2 separate regions of the Rattus norvegicus genome follow, and region 2 is linked to region 1. A link is a contact called in public Hi-C data. All regions are on one chromosome and are shown on one strand. The core of a region is the stretch at or near the end of the contact, and the rest is flanking DNA. Distances in the headings are between cores, read along the strand shown.

Region 1 (6,353 bases), core at 982-3,481:
CAGGAGGATTGCTGCAAGTTTGGTGCTAACCTCACTACATAGTGAGATGTTGTTTCAAAGTATGTCATACTCCTCTCACAGAAAATTCAGTTCCCAGCATCCGTGTCCGGTGGTTTACAACTACCTGCATTAAGCTACAGTGGCCGTTGGCTTCCTCGGACATCCTGCACTCATGCCCACATACACACACTTATATATACACACATGCACACACATAGGCAATTAAAAGTAAACTAAATCTTTAAAATGTTCTCTTTTGTGTTGATTGGGCTTGAGTGCCATGATACTTAAGCCCCATGATAGAAGACTCGTCCAGTTTGCAGATCTTTTGTACTCTGTCCCTAGTTTACTATTTCCACCCAAAGGGGTGAAAACAAGGAGACCGGTTTCTCCTTATCCTCGTGGAAGGTATATGCTTGTGTGGACTGCGTGTGCAGTGCATATGTTCCTGTTCACGTGTGCACTTATTACTGGGAGCTTTTCTGTTAATATTTCTGAGGTATTGCATTTAGCTTAATTTATGCACACGTGATCACTGCTTCAACATCACTTCTGAGAGAAACAGAAAAGAGGGAGAGAAACCGGACAGCGTTGATTTGATGATGTAGGCAATCAGGAGAAAGGGAAGGCTGATAGGAGGATGAAGAGAATGGCAAGCAAAGCCAGGCATGCTGCACCCTCTGGTAATGCCAGCCAGTTATTCATGAGGCTGAAACTGGAGGATGGAAAGGTTGGGGGAGCCTGGCCTACAGGATGAGACTCAAACAATCAAAAAAGAAGTGTGTGTGTGTGTGTGTGTGTGTGTGTGTGTGTGTGTGTGTGTGTGTAGAGGGGGAAGACAGACGGGGAGGGGGAAGAGACACAGAGAGAAAGCACAGCCCACCAGGCAATAATCACTTGACTACTAAATTCAGGTCCAATTTTGGTTTAAAAAAAAAAACTTGAGGGACAGTCACATTTAGCATCGAAGCAAATTTCTTGAATATGTCGAATATGTAATGAAAACCTTTTAACCGTTTGGTTTTTTTTTTCCCAATGAACAGCATTTCTACTCCATTTCTATAAAACTTAAGTTAGATTTAGCATGCTAGAACAAATGTTTTCCAGAAGACTCTAGCGCCTTAGTTTCCCTGACTGTGTGTACAGTTGAGACACCAGCAAGTCAAAGCTCCCAGAGGCGGCAGATATGTATTACAGTGCTAATCTCTCTCTCTCTCCACCACCCCCTCCATTAAGTGTGTGTGTGTGTGTGTGCGCGCGCGCGCGCTCACCTACGGCCAGGCACTATTTCACAAGGCGGTTACCAATCTATGCTGATCTGTATGTGCCAAACTCACAGGTTCTCTCTCTCTCTCTCTCTCTCTCTCTCTCTCTCTCTCTCTCTCTCTCTCTCTCTCTCCATAAAGAGTACGTCACGGATAATTTCCTGAAAACTGTATTTGTATTTAAAAGCTCCGATATTCAAAAACAAAACACAACACCACAACAACTTGCCCCTTTATCCAGTCCAGAGCACCTCCCGAACTATCAACTAACTAGGAGCGGGGAAGGTGGGCGTGCCCTCGAGATTCAATTTCTTCGCATACATTCATTTCGGTAGTCAAGGACACATTTCTGGATTTTAGATATCAAGAAGAACGAGTTTGGAGCAGAAATGAGAAAGGCTGCCCGCCTCTGAGGAAATAGCTGAGAAACTCGCGAAAGTTTTAAATCTTTTTTTTCTCCTGTAAGGCACCTGAAAAAAGGGTGCTCGTTTGCTGTAAATCCACCATGCTGTTTGTAGTCTAGGAGAGCAGAACAAACCTTGGGTCCAGATGGCTCCCAAAGTCCTGGATTACAGTCCCAACTTTCTCTCCTCCCCTAGGCTCAACGGACCGTTGCTTAGGCCACTTCTCCAGATTCTGGTACTCCGTAGCCAAAATCCTGCAAGTCTCCTTTAAGAGGAGACAGCACGCCCCTCCTTGTCCCCGCCCAGTCCCCGCCTTTCACACCTTGGGTGGGAAAAGAGAGCGGAGGCGGGGCCTCGGAGAGCAAGCGCTCCTACGGGCTCGGAAGCTGACCGGGGCTCCGGAAGCCAATGAGCAACGGGCCGGGCGGGGCGTAACGCTGTAGTCCAGCAGCCAACGTGGGCCGCTCTCCGCCCGGGGGCCCCAGCGGAGGGGTGTGTGAGGGCGAGCAGCCGGGGCGGGGCCTGGGGCCGCGGGGTTGGACCGCAGCGGGGCTAGCCGCTGATTGTTCGCAGCTCCGAGGCACAGTGCGCTCCGGCCGCTCCGGGACGGTGAGGCGCGTGGGGTCCACGGCTATCAGCTCAAGAGTCCTCCCGGAGGTGCCCGCCTGCGCCACGCGCAGAGACCAAGGCTAAGCGTTCTCAGTCCTCAGCAGCAGCGGCTCTCGGCGTGCGCCCGGGCTCCGAAGGCAACGCGCAACGCGGCGGGAAGGACAAGCAGCGGCGGCCGAGCACTCACCGCTGGACTCTGCAGAGTTCGCCGCGCGCGGGGCTCGGCCCGGATGGGCGCGGGGGTGGCGGTCTCCGCAGGGTGCTGCGAAGCGGCCCGGGCAGAGCGTGCCGGCTAAGCGCAGCGGCCGCGGAGCCGACTGGGGCCGGCCGTCCATGCCCCGGCGCGGAGCCTAGCGCCGAGCGCAACCCGGGCCCGTGGCCGCCGGCACCTCGCAGCCCTCGCTTCCCGGCTTCGCGGCGCGCTCCAGACAAGATGGCGCGGCCGGGTCCGGGAGTGTTCGGGGCCCCGCGCCTTGCGCCTCGCCTTCTGCTCTGGCTGCTGTTGTTGCTATTGCTGCTACTGCAAGGGCCAGAGTCTGCGGTCGCCCAGGCCGGTCCGCGGGCGCCCTGCGCGGCCGCCTGCACTTGCGCCGGGGACTCGCTGGACTGCAGTGGGCGCGGGCTGGCGACGCTGCCCCGGGACATGCCCTCCTGGACGCGGAGCCTGTGAGTATCGCCTTCGCCTCTCATCCTGGCGCTGTCACTAAGACGGGGCTGCGGGTGCTCTCAGCGGGGAAGATAGTGCGCTCTGTGGGCTGGGAGACTTTTGGGTGGCCGGGTGGAGGTCACGCGTGGGGAGCTCGGGAGAGAGGACTATACCTCTGGGGTTTGAAGGTGAGCGTGATTCTGGAGAAGTCTGCCTTGCATCGAGCGTGTGTTTTCGTGAGGATGCAGGGCATGAGGGATCGTGTAGGGGTGACTTGAATGTGTTTCGTGAAGTGTGGAGGCCAGCGAATGTGGGGCGTGGAGGTGAACCACGGGTTTGTGACTTGAAGGTGAGTGAGTGTGCTGTCGAGCGCGAAGTGCGTGTATGTGGGTGTGTGAGTGAAGAGTGGAGGTGAGCGAATTTGTGTGCATGCGAGATAGACGATGGCAGAGTGTGGGAGTCTTGTGTTAGGATCTGTGTGTGTATCTTTTTTCCTGTCTGTTCTGTAACCCAGCCCTTTGGTGTCCTGAGTTCCCTCAACTTAACCTCCAGTTAGTAATGAATGACGGTGACGCTCATCTCCAGTGTTCATTCTATTTATATTATTTATTAGTGAGCGTGTGTTGCAGTCTCCTGATCACCAGAGAATGGTGGCAGCTTGATTTGGCACTGACTAGGGCAAAAGGACCCTGCTCCGGAGAACCCAGAAATCGAAAAGCTTTGAGAGAGTTCTTGGACATGTCTTGAGTGTAGCTGTTCCCTCTTTTCCGCATGGCTGGCATGCACAGGAACTGTGTTCCAGATCCTTTCCTGTCTGTTCCCTGGGGTCCCCTTGGGCTTGATCCACTGGGGTGGGTCTGGTCCCACCCTCGAGTTTCTCTTCCATAAATGGCACAAGTTAGTTGACAAGCTACCTCAGGAGACATTGACAGGGGGTCTGGCTGGCTCTGTCAGTCTGTTTCACCCCACAGAGGTACATTTCTCTGTTGCTGGGATTTGGGCCTATCCGGCGTTGGTGGGATACTTTTTGCAGGACATTTGTCAGGAACAAAAAGACGTTGGATTTCTGTAAATGTAGTGGGATAGAATAGCATTGTTATACTTCAAAAAAAAAAAAAAAGACTTTTGAGTCGAATCTTGCTCAGCTATCAGTAATTAGCATCTCTAGAACTATTAGTACCTTTCAGAAAAAGGCCGAGCTTCAGTAGTCTGCTTCTCACTTGAATGTCTTTCCTAGGACATAAAGAAGTACAGCAGTAGCTTCAGTCATGACATTTGTTGTTTTAAAAAGAGAAAATCAATGACGCAGGCTTTAACTCACACCTGTGGCTTCATTGCTGAAAACCGGGGCCTGACTATCTGACTGTCTTGAAGGAGAGAAGTTAATTCTTTTCTAATAAGGAGACTCTGTGTTCTCAGAATGAGGCCTAGGTCTCTACGTCATCACTTGGGCAGGCTGCTGTGTGAGTTCTGAAGCCAGCTGAGACCCTTTTGCTACTGTTGCTGCCTTTTGCCCCTCCCTCCCCCCAGCGGCTGCTTCCCTTGTGGAATTCACTACTGAAAATACGTGGTCTTAGAGTGGGTTTTAACCCTGTGGCTCTGTCAGTTCCTGGGAGGTGAACACACTATTGCTCTTTGCTGAGATTTTATTTAGTAATAGTTGAGGCAGTTTGAGGTATTTCAGGTTTTTTATTTTCTCATACTTAAGATGGGATTTTTATTATTATGACGATGACGATGATGATGATGATGATGATGATGATGATGATGACATAATAGAACCATGTGGGTAGAGTCAGAATATCTTCTCAAGTGTTCACCTGTTGGGAGATTTGCAAAGCCTGTGTCATGGGTGAACCTGAGGAATGCTCTCAGGTCCTGAACCATACTTCCTGGAGAGAGAGCTCTTATTTGTGCTTGCCTTTTGTCACACGACCCACCTTGCCTTGCCCTTTTTTGGAGTGGAACTCAACTAGTCATTTTTAAGCTTTTGGTTGCCTACAAGTGACAATTCACACAGCATAAATACCTTTAAAATTGCAGTCTCTCTTACTCACACAATTTAATGATCAATAAATACCAGACTAGGTATTTTGGGCTTCAGGAGCTATGACTCTACTGAAGATGGTTTTAATGGATTAGTTTTAAGATTCAAGGAGTTTGGGTTCTGGGTTAGTATGTGGTGACTTGGGCGAGTGTGCTTGAGCTCTCTCTCTCTCTCTTTCTCTCTCTCTCTCTCTCTCTCTCTCTCTCTCACACACACACACACACACACACACGGGAGGAGGGCTTTGAAGAATACTTACAAGTTTGTTTTATTTCTGCTTAAAGTGCAATCAAGTGTGAATTGTCTCCTAACCTTCATATTTCTCAAAATATTTCCCCTGCTGATACTGAGGGTTGAGCCTAGGTCCGGAGCATGCTAGGCGCTCAGCTCCTTCTGAACTGTATCTCCAAGACCAGCGCCTTCCTTTTAAACCATTGCCTTTATCTCGGCAGGGTAGCAGTGGAGAAAGTCTCCGTGTATGATACAATGAAGTATCTTGCATTTTCACTGGATTTACACCTTTTAAGGTCATTGTGTCTAGAAAATGCTTCGAGCTGGTTTATAAGCCTGTGAAGTAGATTTACAGCAGCCTGCTCAAACAGTTCCAGGCTGCAGGTTTGCGATAGCAAGAGTCCTGGGCTTATCGGTTCCTCCCATTTTTGTAAACAGTACATATCTACTTTTGGAGTTGTCCTTAGGCCAAGTGTAGAGAAGCTAAAAGTTTTTAATAGTGAATAAAAATTTAGTGTGAGTAAAAAAATGGAGGGTAGCATCACCAGCATCGATGGAGGGGATCTCCAAGGCTGAGGATAATCATATTCTTTATGGCTAGAGAGGTGGAGCCTAACCGAGTGGCCTGTCCTGTTGCATAGGTGAGATCGGCATGGTCCAATCAGAACACTCACAAGTAGCGCCACACACCTCCCAGAACCTTACAAGAGGCTGAACTTCTTAGAACTTAGGTGTTTGTTTTCCTTGAAACTATTTTTGAGAGCATGATTTCAGAAGCTCTTTAAAAACTATTATAGATTTACTTTAGACTGTTTCTCACCTGTCTAAATTAGAGCAGAGAGTTTAGTTACAAAATATGTTGCTGTTAACGTTCTGAGAGGTAACTGATGGCCTCTTGGGAGTGGGAGGTAGGCAGGCTCAGGAGGGCAGTTCTCGGATTCTTGTTCAGTGGAGGAATGGGACAGGGATTCAAAAGCAAGGGCCTTTAGGAAAGGGCACCAAATGTAGTCATCCTGAGGCCCGGTAGTGAGTGTGGATTGGTTTGCTTCTCTTGTATTATGTGTTTGCAGTATCAGGTTGGCTGGCTCAAATCTAGCTTTGCTGGTTTAAGTGGTGGTTAAGGCTACATTAGGCAATATGTATTCTGTGCT
Region 2 (6,353 bases), core at 1,397-3,896, 87 kb before region 1:
AGAGGGAGAGATAGCGAGACAGAAACAGACAGACACACATACACACATAGAGAGACAGAGACAAAGACAGAGATAGAGAGGGAAAGAGACAAATGGAGACCCCCACACACCCATACATACCCACACACACACTACACACAGAGAGAGACAGAGGGCAGAGAGAGAAACAGAGACAGAGTCAGAGACAGAGCAAAAATAGACAGAGACAAAGATAAACAGAGACAGAGAGGCAGAGAGACAGAGACCCACACGCTCCCATACACACAGAGAGACAGAGACAGAGATAGAGAGACAGCGAAGCAGAGAGACAGAGAAACAGAGGCAGAGAGAAAGGGGAAGAAGAAAGGGAGGAGGAAGGCCTGAGGGCAGAAAGGTAAAGATAGGAGACTACTGGACTAGTTAGTGTGAGGTGCATGGCTGATGCTGCATCTTCAGGAGTATGGACTTCCTTCCTAGGCTGGAGAGGTGCTCCGTAGTAAAGTGCTTGCTTAGAGAACACAAGGACCTAAGTTCGACCCCTAGACCCAGGTGAAAAAGCCAGACAAAGGGATGACATTCTTGCAGTTACAACTGGGGCAGAGGAAACCCGTGGGTCCTTGAGTCTCGCTACCTAGCTAGCCCAGCCTACTTGGCAAGTTCCAGGCCAGCGAGAGACTGTGTCTAGTAAGACAAAGTGAGTAAAGCATTGTGAGGCACATCTTCAATCCCAGCACTTGAGAGACAGAGGCAGGGGGATCCCTGGGAGTTTGAGACCAGTCTGGTCTGCATATACAGGTAGGCCCAGTTCATGGTAAGGGGGAATCCTAAGAAGATGGTCCTGAGTTAGAGAAGCAAGCCTCCTGAATAAGCCATGGGGACCAAGCCAGTAAGAAGCATGGCTTCTGCTTCTGCTCCTACCTTGAGTTCCTGCCCCGTCAACCCTGAATGATAGACTACAAGCTGTAAGCTGAAAGGAACCCTGTCCTTCCCGGGTTGCTTTTGGTAATGGTGTTTTATCACGGCCATAGGAACCCTAAGTGAGATGCTGCCCTTTCGCACATTCGGAATGTCTATCCCAGTGCCCTGAGCCACACCCTGTGCCTGAGCTGCGGGCTGTGGACACCAGCTCCACCTTCCCACTCTCCAGACGAAAGGATACTGCCACTTCGTTGTTATTGTTTATTTTTATTTGAACTAGAACATAAATGGTGGGAATTTTATGAGTTCACTCTGGTGCTGCCTAAGACAGTGCCTGGCATATATTACGTGCCCAGTGAACCGATGAATCTACCCAATACACTGCCCAGGAAGGAGGAAGCCAGCACCACTTAGCATCATCCCGAATGGTACTCAGTGACCCACGTGTAAGCTATCTACAGAAGCCTTTTGACCCAAGGGAGGTTTCCTTACTCTGCCAACATACAGGTCACCTTTCCCCAGCCTCTCAGGGAATGCTCATTAATTTTAACAGGAAGCCACAGGAAGCACATTTAACAAGAGAGATACACTGGGGCCAGAGATCCCATTATTCTTCCTCGGGACTTGGAGCAGGGCTTTTGGAACCTCCACACGACCGCTCCCATCACTTCTAAGTAGATTTATCATCTATTCTTTTGCACAATATTGAAGCAGTGTAACTCCTTTCCAACCTGCGCTTTTGGCTTAGTTTTATAGTCTGAACAAAACATTCTCCCTTGCCCTTGGACTCCTCCTTAGGTTTCATGCCTGGGGGTATGGGTGGGGACCCACACGATTTTAAATGCTCTGGGGATGGGTGGCTTCTTCCTGTGTCTTAGTTCCTCCTGTCCTGAGAACAAGACACTAGAAGTTGCCTCCCACATTTATAAGCTGGTTTTCTAGCTTGGCAAAAACACATGTCTTCTCCCTCAGTCCTTGGCTTACCTGGGAAAACTTCAAGTTGAGACTTTGAACTTGGGACAGTTAAACAGGAGCACATAGTATTTCTGTAGTATTTCTATGTGTTGTCCCCAGTGCCTCCATTCCAGTTTTACCCTCAATGGGCCCTCAAATGTACCCTGAGTTGGGCTGGTCCGATCTTTGCCCTTCAGGTCAAGGAACCTTGGTATTGGTTCTGATATGGTTCCACAAGCAAGATCACAATGTTGCCATACCCAAGCCTTCACAGAGGTTGCAAAATTAGACCCAGGTTGTTTCAGAATTTTCAGTGCTAGAAAAGGAAAGGAAAGGAAATGAGAGGAGGGGAGGGGAGGGGAGGGGAGGGGAGGGGAGGGGAGGGGAGGAGAGGAGAGGAGAGGAGAGGAGAGGAGAGGGAAAAGAAAAGAAGAGAAAGAGAAAAGAAAAGAAGAGATCTTGTCTTTTGTCTCCTCTGGCTGTTTACTTAAGGCTTTGACTATACAGGAATGATGGCTTGGGGCCAAGCTAACATTTTCTGTTTGAATTTGCCCTTGTGCTGCTTTTGCCTTCCATGAATGCCCAGAATCTTCACTGTGGACCAAAAAGAAGTTAGAATTGTGGGAAGCCTCTGGCAGAAGAGGTTTTAACCTTACTCTCCCTGCCAAAGACTGGCTTACCGCGGCAGGCTGAGACAGCGTGGAAACCACATGTCCGGTGAGAACAGGCTGGCCTCTCGCCTCTTACAACCTGGAAGCGCTTGTGTAATTAGGAGAGGCAAACACTTGCAGTTTTTCCACTCGCAGTGTTTTCGGACTTGCTGCTGGCCATGTGACCTCAGTCAAAGTAGGTGGTTTCCAGAGCAGTGAGAGCCAGAGTCTTTTTGGAAACGTCATTCGGGATGCCTGCCAAGGCTAAGCCACAAAGATGTTCGGGATAGAGGTATTTCTGATAGCAAAGGAGAGGAGGAGGGAGGGAGTGGGGAAGAGGAAAAAAAGAAAGAGAAGGAAAGGAAGGAAAAGATGGGGTGACAGAAACAGGGAGGGAAGGAGGAGGCAGAGGGAAGACTCCAAATCTCAACAACTGAGCAGTGACTGAGCCACAGTTGGGGACAGCAACCTGCGGTCCTAAAAGTTGATGCCACAGAAACCTAATGACAGCATGAGATAACTTCCTCCTCTACACACTGGCCGGTTAGATGAAAACCAGTGGCGTTTGGTAGATAAATACACAAATGTTTGGGAATTAGTCTTAACTTATAAAAATCTTACATTCTATGTACCTCGTTATTTCACTTTTCGATAAAAAATATAAGACTGCTGGACTAAAGATGTGGCTTCATTTGTACAATGCTTGCTCAGCATGCAGGAGGCCAGCAGCAACACTGCTTAAGCCAGATGTAGTGGGACACACCTATAATCACAGGGGTCCGGAGGCAGAGGCAGGAGATCGGGAGTTCAAGGTCATCCTCAGCTACTTTGAGACTAGCATGGGATGCAGGTGACCTTGTCTCAAAAAAAAAATAGGGGTGGGGGAAAGAGATAGAGAGACAGAGAGAAACAGAGACAGAGAGAGAGAGAGAGAGAATACTAAAAGTAAGCAGCTTCTTTTATATGGGAGTAATAGGATTATGATTCTTTTCATTTTGATTTCTCTACATTTTGTAGGTTCTTCGGCAAACCCAGAATGAAAACAATTTGAGGGTGGGGGTGCAGAGAAGACATAACCACTGGGGAGGAGAAAAAAAATAAAGACCTTAAATTTTTTTTTTAATCTAAAATTCCTTTTGCCCAGGTATTTGGCCCTCCTCCAAGGACATGTGTGTTTTAAGTTCCTGTCTGTCACTAAGAACAGAGTTAGCTGCAAGATCAACTGGGGCCCAGGGATCAGCAGAGATGCCGGGCAGCCTGCCGTAAAGCGTGGGACTGCCAGGCACTGTGGACATTTGGGGCAGGACGCTCTTTCACCCAGGAGAACTGCACTGTAGATGAAGGGACTCTAGCTAGCCCGACCAAGGCAAGCATGACCCTGGCAGGTCTTACCCTTCTCCCACATTCCCTCTGTCTTGCTAGAAACTGTTAGATTACATTTCTAAAGCTGGCCCCCAAGGTCTATTCCCTTATTTGGCCACTTCTTCCTCCTGAGGCTGACTACCAAGGTCTGGCTATCCAAGTATTGAAGTCCAGCAATCAAAAGCCCCCTTTGGGCCACCTTAATTAACATGCCCAATTAAAAATAAACATCTAATCCTAATGCTGGGATTTCCCATTTTACCTTTACACTGCTGTTTTCCTATGGGCCACCTCTGTCTCCTCTCTATCCCTCCACCCTCTCCCTTGTTCCCTACCCCCTTCTCCCTCTTCCTCCGTCTCCTGTCTTAGTCTCTTATTCCTTGCCTTTTGTTCCTCTGGGGCAAATAAATCTCTTTTGTGCTGAGAACTTGGTGGTAGGGTGTCCTGAGCTGACTGTGAGGCTCCCTACAGTAGACTAGTACTGTCCTCTGCTCACTAGACCTCAGGGCACCAACTGATTCCGGTTGAATCAGTAAAAGGCGAGGTCTCGAGTAACAAATGTCCCAGAGGGGCTCACTGTTGGCATACCACAGCTGAACATGAGGACAGCATTTGGGAAAACAAATGGAGCTGGATGTGGCATTGCTTTGTATAATCAGTAGCTCTGATCTAAAGTCTGAGGGTGACCAAGAGCTCCCCAAACACGCTAGGAAAACAGGAGCGCCCACAGGGCAGAGACCAGGAAGACTAGAGATCACTGGACTGCTTTGCCTAGAGTCTTTGAATCCCAATCTCCTACTGTCTGTATCCTCAAGGCAGGCGCTAGGCCTGTCACCTCGAACAGGGAGCTAATAACATTCAAGACATTAAACATTTCATAGATAGGGGTAGGGCAAAGGAGCTTCCGGTTTCTAAGAGGAGTTAATGAATCCCTCTGAATCTGTTTCCCAATCTGTTAAATGGATGCAATGGTTCCTCTGGCACAGAGGTCCTATGAAGAGTAGTATTCTAAAACCCCTTGCCCACGGCACACCACACGCCAGGAGTCACATAAGTCATGGCCGTCAATAGCTGGGCTGCTGTGCACTGTGCTTAGATACTGGTGCGTGCGGCTCATTTCCTCCTCATCATAGTCTGTTCATCTAGGTGCTGCCATCTCATTTTATACGTGAGAGCGAGCACAGATGAAGGAAACTTAGGGACCCGCTTAAAATCACACAGCTGGGAAGTAACAGAGCTCATGAGAAAGAACTAGCTCACTGGAGTGCCACTCCACATTGCCCCTCTGGCTGTCAGTGCAGCCACCGTCAGTGTATTGTGTCAAGCGTGTTCTGTAGTGTGCCATCTATACTCTTCACACTGTCGTGAGTATTCTGTAGTGCGTCATGAGTGGACGCCAATGTGGCAGCATGAAGCTACACACGTGAGTCATCACTCAAAGCCTGTCAGTGAGGTATCTGCATGTATACCCAGATGCCTCCCTGGGTTGAAGTCAAGATGCCAGTCAGGAGTTGGGTCTCAAGCCAGGCTTAGTTCTCTCCTAAGGACACTGGCAGTGGCAAAAACTTAAGGACTGCAGCTCCCATTGGTGCCACGGTCCCTCAGCACGTGACTTCCAGGGCAGTTGTAGAAACTTGGGGTTTTGCTTCCATAGAGTCAGCAGACCCATAGCCTTCTGACTTCTTCCTCACTCTTTCTCAGCTCATGTGACCTGGGCAATCACCCAGTCTTAAAAAACAACAGATTGTGGATTTCACGACCTGTCCAGTGGTCATCAGCACTTGCTGGATGGTGGGCTGCATCTACGCTCCAGTGACTACCTCTGGTTCCTTGGTCCCTCCTCTGTTTGAATAGGCAAGGAGCTCTTTGAATAGGCAGGGAGCTCCCTCTCTGCAGAGGAGATGATGGAGAAGCCTAAAAACAGTTCCAGAATCATATAACCGTGACTAACAGAACTACTGGGAGAAGGTGTGTGTCCACCAGATGCTGTGGGGACGGGGGAGTTCAAGACTCCTGCCTGGCATGCCTCATTCCCAGATTTTCAAACAGTGGCTATCAAAACTCTCCAAGAGCTGCCCACGCTGTCCGGTCAAAATCAACTCTTTCAATGGTGTCCACCTTGGCAAATCCTCTTAACCACCCTGCTTAGCCATATGCTGGCACACCGGTGGTCATCCAAATGCAATGGACTGATCCTAGTTCCCAGCCAATGACACTTGCTGAAATGCAGAACTTCTGACTTAGCCCCCACTTGGCCTCCCCCACCCATTCTCCTCCCTACTATGCTCTCTGGTTTCCCCCTGAAAATTCCTGTGTTCTTACGAGCATGCCAAGAAAATTGCACTCAGGCCATCTGGACAAGTAATCCCAGCGTGAAAATATCTTGGTGCTCAGGCTTCCCAGACCAAAAGGGTTTTGATCTGAATCACCCACAGAGACCCACCCTTCTAACAGCCTCATGTTTCTGAAAGCAGGGAAATTATGCCTCAA

What was found. A called contact is a pair of places that touch in the nucleus more often than the background predicts.
Region 2: a Hi-C map of liver shows a contact between it and region 1, with 3 times the contacts expected there. The contact joins the enhancer-like site here to the promoter of Lrig1 in region 1. A contact is called at or near these places in 4 of 12 Hi-C or Micro-C datasets (the A7r5 cell line, the Rat2 cell line, Schwann cells and 1 more).

What each region holds. Positions count from the first base shown.
Region 1 is chr4:128,784,097-128,790,449 of GRCr8, reverse strand. It overlaps Lrig1 (leucine-rich repeats and immunoglobulin-like domains 1), which reads left to right and starts at 2,231. Exons shown (of 19, transcript NM_001427801.1): 1 at 2,231-2,944. The coding sequence starts at 2,712. It overlaps LOC134486819 (a long non-coding RNA gene), which reads left to right and starts at 4,743. Exons shown (of 2, transcript XR_010066223.1): 1 at 4,743-6,353.
Region 2 is chr4:128,871,439-128,877,791 of GRCr8, reverse strand. No RefSeq gene overlaps it. Among named protein-coding and RNA genes, the nearest start is that of Apool2, 43 kb to the right of the region's middle. Within about 2 kb of position 2,646, at least 23 of the 93 cell types and tissues checked have an H3K27ac peak or open chromatin away from gene starts, as enhancers often do. A contact at or near this core is called in the A7r5 cell line and liver, where this site is marked.